2 separate regions of the Macaca mulatta genome follow, and region 1 is linked to region 2. Evidence: chromatin contacts called from public Hi-C data. All regions are on one chromosome and are shown on one strand. The core of a region is the stretch at or near the end of the contact, and the rest is flanking DNA. Distances in the headings are between cores, read along the strand shown. Region 1 holds the start of GZF1 (GDNF inducible zinc finger protein 1). Region 2 holds the start of NAPB (NSF attachment protein beta).

Region 1 (2,700 bases), core at 179-2,678, 64 kb before region 2:
AAGGTAGTGGAGAAAGAAAACACTTTTTAATTGAATAAGCATTAAACTAGAATGTGATACCCATCACAGGCAATCCACTAAGAAACTGCAAAGACAGAAACCCCACTCTTTTGTGCAGCCAAGCAATCCATTACACACGTTTTCAAGATAAACAATAAGTAGTTCTCAAAGGAACTTGGCAGCACTTTTCATCACACACAGTTCATCTAACCTGATATTGGGGTGATCCTTTGTGTTAGCCAATTGGCTTTATCTAGAGGAAAAAGAAACTTGTATCTTTATGAGATAATTTTGTAAGTTGGAGCAAAGGGCCCACTGAAGTTAGGCTCCTACTCTCCCATTAAAACTGGGAGATAGGGGCATTAGTTCCCTTGATACTTAAGGTCCTAGAGAAACATGTATCTAGGTTAAAAAGCGGACAAAAAGGCCTAGTCTTCAAAAGGATTTATATATTTCAAAGAGTGGAAAAAGTACGTACACTAATTACCAGTTTTCTAAAAGTAAATGTTCAAAGAAAAAGGGAGGGAAATCTTTTATTTTCAACAGGAAGTAATAAACCTCTTATTTTAAATTTGTACTTGTCTTGACAGTCCCCAAACATTACAAACTCAACCTATCGATAAGACAAGGCTGAGTTAACTGCGGGCCACAGTAAGGGACAGCATGACCTGGCAAAGCTTTAGCAATGGTTGGGAGCAAAAGGCAGTCAGTTTATGGAGAACTGGAAGTCTGACTTAAGGCAGGTGTTTCAAAGCGGGCTTTAGTTAGTATTGAGCAAGAATTGGTGGAAACAGCAAGATTTCGAGGAGTCAGCGAATCTTAGGGCATTAATTGTGCTTTCCCCAGAAGAGTGGATGGGTCTCTGAGGAATTCTGTAGTGACAGGGAACTCCTGGAAAAATAAAGCCCTGCAATAAAGACCTCAGGGTGCAGTCCCGGCTCCTGGCGCGCCGGGTCCCCCAGCAGGGGCGGGGGCACCGTGGAAAAAGCACCCCAGAGGAGAGCGCCGCGCCCCGCCTGGCGCCTGTTCTCCAGCAACCGTAGAGGCATCTGCGCGCGGCTGCACCCCCAATAGCCACGGCGAGTGCCAGCTCCAAGCCCGGCTTTACGCGAGGTCCCTCGCGTGGCCACGGTGCCCTGCGGGTGCGCTCGGCCTCGGGGACCTGAGCAGCTCTTAGTAGGAAGCGAACTGCAGGGCACACCCTGACCGCAGGCTGCTGGGACAAGGAAGCTCTGGCGCCCCGCGGCCAGAAGCCAGGAACGGACGCGAAAGTGACCACGCGCCTCGAACGCTCACGTGACCTTTCGCGACTGGCTCCGCCCCGCTGTGGCGTGCCGCAGTGCAGACGTCGGTGTCTCCTGCGCCGGCGCAGGTCTTGGCTCGCGGCGGGTGACGCAATGCGGCGGGTGACGCAATCCGGGGTCGCCAGTCAGTCGCGCGGCCCCGTGTACGTCAGATCAGGTAACTCTGCCTAAACAGCTACGCTGCCCGACTTGCGCGCTCAGCCGCTTCCTCAGCCCCGCCAGGGGCGGGGCCGACCGCGGTAGGGGAGGGGCCTTCAGTGACCAATCGGCGGTGCCCGCGCAGGGTACCACGCCCCGCCCAGCCGGGCCGGCCGTTCCTACCGGCCTGGTCCAGCGGACAGGGGCGGCAGCGGGGGCGCCGGCTGGAAGGTGAGTGCGTGGCCCGCAGGCCTGGCCCCGGCCCCTCGCCGCCCGCCGCCGCCTTCCTGTCGTCCGCGCTCCCCGGCTGCTCTGAGGAACTGCGGGGTCTCGGGGATGCGGGAGCGGGGGCAGGGGGCGGCCCGAGGGCCTGATCCACGCGGCCCCGGATGCCCGCGTTGGGAGGCGGCGCGTCAGGACGAGGAGGGGCTTCTCTGTGGCTGCAGTAGTTTGTACTCCGGGTGGTCTTTGGAGTGGCCAAGCGGCGTCCGGGCGCTGGGGAGGCCAAGTGGCGCGGGCAGGGTGGGAGGTGCCGTGAGGATGGCGAGGACAGCGGCGGCTTTAAGCCCTCCTGGAAGCCCGGCCCCTGTGGCCGTGGACGGGGCTGCCGGTAGCAGCGTCTCCTGGGAAGGGTTCTGGCCCCGTGAGCCTCGGGGATTCAGGGGCCGCCGACGTTGGTGCAGATGCCGGGCGCACTGGGAGGCGGCCAGAATGCCAATGAGCTTCGGCGGACACGCAGCTGTCACCGGCCGCAGACGGCCCTGTCGCCACTTCCAGTGTCTGCACTCCAGTAGCCAAGCAACATAGGAAATCGCGCTCAGACCCACTTTGTTGATTGAGAAATCAGGTCCCCTCGAGGGCCCTGTTGGCAGAGGTCTGGGGAAGTCAGGGCTGGCAGTGTGTATGGGCATCAGGCTGACAGCCCTCTGCAGCCTTGTTTCCCCAGGCTGGGGCTGGGACCACTGAAACCCCGCCCCACTCTTATAGATCCCTTGCTTAGGCTTTGTCAGTGTTCTCACAGTTTACTGTGGCGTCTCCTTCAGGCGACATTGATCAAACCTCATAGGTAGGCCGGGCGTGGTGGCTCACGCCTGTAATCCCAGCACTTTGGGAGGCCGAGGCGGGCGAATCACGAGGTCAGGAGATCATCGAGACCATCCTGGCTAACAAGGTGAAACCCCGTTTCTACTAAAAATACAAAAAAAATTAGCTGGGCGTGGTGGCGGGCGCCTGTAGTCCCAGCTACTCGGGAGGCTGA
Region 2 (2,700 bases), core at 9-2,508:
ATCCTCCTTAAGAGAGCAAGGAAGAATTACAGGAGATTAACGGGATTCCCAAAGGGCGCTGACTTAAACCGGAGCAGCGTCACCGTTAATCAAACAGGAGGCCCTGGCTATCAATCAATCTCCGGAGAAGGAAAAATACTATGCTGAGAAAATACGTTCGTTCATTATTCAAGTATTTACTAAAGGTGTACTCGGCGCAAGGCCCCTGGCGGGAGGCCAACAAGCACACCAGCTCTGGATCCGGCGCCTGGCAGCCCCCTCCCCCGCGGGGCCCACCAGCAGGCAGGACGCCCCCAGCAGCGCGTGCCAGGCGCCAGGGGCGGCCCCTGCACTGACCCCTCCGGTTCCTCCCGGGCGCGCCTCACCCGGACCGGTCTCCGGAGCGATACGGGCTTCAACGTGGCGAAATGCACCAATACGACTCGCCACGCACGGAGAAGGGGGCCCCACGAGCGCCCCGGGCTACCCCGCCCCCGGCCCTCAGGGAGCTGCTGACCTGCTAGGTAGTGGGACCCCCGCACCAACCCGGGCCAGGGCGACGGGGAAGATCCGGGGTCTCCAGAGGGCGCGTGGGGCTGACAGCCCCCCTAGAGTGTTCTAGGGGCTTCCTGGGGCGCTTGGGGGGATCTGGGGGTCCTAGGGGTTCTCTGAAAGGCGCGTGGGGGCTGAGGGTCCCTGTGAGACTCTGGGGATTCCAAGGGGGCGTGTTAGGGGATCTGGAGGGCATGTGGGGGCTGAGGAACCCTGGGGGGTTCTGCCGGCCCTAGGGGGTCTCTAAAGTGCGCGTGGGGGCTGAGAGCCCCTGGGAGGATGCGGGGTTTCCAGGGATCCTGGGGGGCCCTGTGGGGTCTCCGGAGGGCGCGTGCCGACTGAGGGCCCCGGGGCGTCCTGGGGACTCCAGGGGGCGCTAGGGGGCCCTACAGGATTTCTGGAGGACGCCTGCAGGCTGAGGGCCCCTAGGCGTGGTCTGAGGGTCCCAGAGGTGGCGTGGGGGACTCGGGGGGTCAGCGTGAAAGGAAGGGGGCCAAGTACCGAGACCCCCTAGGGCACGCACGGTCTGGCGCTCACCCAAACAGCCCTCGGAGGAAGGAGTGGGAGGCCTTGACTCGCTTCTCGGCCTCCGCCATCAGCTGTACCGCCTCACGCTCCTTCCCCGCGTTGTCCATGTTGCCAGCCGCAGCCGCCACAGCCCCCTCAGCCGGCTCGCTGCGCGCCCAGGCGCCTTAGCCCTCCCTCTGGCGGCCGCAGGGGCGCAGGCGCAGGCGCGACGCGCGAGGCCTTTCGGGAGCTGTAGCCCAGGTCCTGTCATGGGGGCGGGGATGCGCGAGCCGCCTACTACAGTTCCCAGGAGGCCCCGGAGAGGGGTGTGTGTGAGCCGAGCATACGCACAGCTAACTCCCGGGACATCGGCGCAGGGGGCGTGACCACCCAGAGGGGTCCTGGGCCAAGGTGAACTTTAATCTTTTAGGTATGAGGATATGGTAAATGATCCGTGGCCTCTAGTAAATATCACCTACTCAGTAAAACTCGCATGGCAATGGGATGGATGAAGGAACAGGGGGATAACAGATTGGATGGAACCCACACCCTACATGCAAGTTCTGCAAAAGAGAATCTGGTGTAGCCACCAAAGCATCACATGCTTGATAACGCCTACCAAAAAATGAGCAACAGCTGGCAATAAAAGCCATTTTTATCTCCAAGAGCAAGACTTCCCCAATATAAGTTCAGTTATTTTTAAATCTCCCCAAACTAACTTTCTGTTGGTCCTCTCTTCCTTGGTTATAAATGAGTTGCATATATGCAATATATGCACAATCCACTCTTTTGTTGACTGAATTATATTCAGTGGATATCAACCACTGAACTCTTATCCTTTACATAATACTGGCCATAGTGGATGGATCTCCAGGGACAAAATTTGTGCCTGCCAGGAAGACTTTTAATCTCCTAGGAGAAGTATCCATAGATAGATGGAATCCTGTGCCAGAGACTTTCAGGCCTGTCCCAGAGGGAGTTATTTTTGAATACAATGTCTAGACCATTCAAGCTTGGCAGTGCTAAGGCAGAGATGCTGAGGATTTATGACAGTTTCAAACTATTAATAAATACACTCTGGGCACTGGCATGCAAAATTTTAAAAAATGAAGACTGTCTGTAGAGAGCAAGGCAAGAGGGGCCAAACTCCTAGAAAGAAAGTTGACTAAAGCACATATCACAGAGTTCATACATTTCAGGCCTCTGTAGAGATAGAAAGAAATCTCAGCTCTTCATGCAGTTTATTTACGATTACTACATGCGTTATTCTAACTTTGAAAAGCTGATCTGTGTGCTTTTGGAGAGAGAAGGAGGCAGGAAGTTGGAGGTGACCGTAAATGCAGGGGACATCAGAGAAAAACCGTAAAAAGTGAACATAAGCATTTGGAAAGCAGAGCAATCTATGGGCGTTTAATGGAGTGAGGCTAAATCAAAAACTCCTAAGTAAATCAGTGTGTTGATTAAATCAGTTCCCAAACGTGGTTTGATGCAGAAGCTCTAATGGATATTTAAGAAATACTGATTGCTAGGCCACTGGGTTTTGGTATCAAGGTCTCTTGCAGCTGGGGTCTAGAAAATGCACATTTTGAAATCTACCCCTATTCTAAAGCACACAGTTCTAGATTCTCAAATCTGTAGTCAGTTGAAAAGGAGCCGGAACAG

Evidence for each region. Hi-C and Micro-C count contacts between places; a contact is called where the count stands out from the background.
Region 1: a Hi-C map of fetal cortex germinal zone shows a contact between it and region 2, with 2.6 times the contacts expected there. The contact joins the promoter of GZF1 here to the promoter of NAPB in region 2. A contact is called at or near these places in 5 of 14 Hi-C or Micro-C datasets (CD4 T cells, blood, cortical neurons and 2 more).

The regions. Positions count from the first base shown.
Region 1 is chr10:60,670,655-60,673,354 of T2T-MMU8v2.0, reverse strand. It overlaps GZF1 (GDNF inducible zinc finger protein 1), which reads left to right and starts at 1,428. Exons shown (of 6, transcript XM_077951095.1): 1 at 1,428-1,461.
Region 2 is chr10:60,606,264-60,608,963 of T2T-MMU8v2.0, reverse strand. NAPB (NSF attachment protein beta) reads right to left here and starts at 1,258. Exons shown (of 10, transcript XM_077951098.1): 1 at 1,069-1,258. The coding sequence starts at 1,166. It overlaps LOC114670431 (a long non-coding RNA gene), which reads left to right. Exons shown (of 2, transcript XR_003720024.2): 1 at 1-503.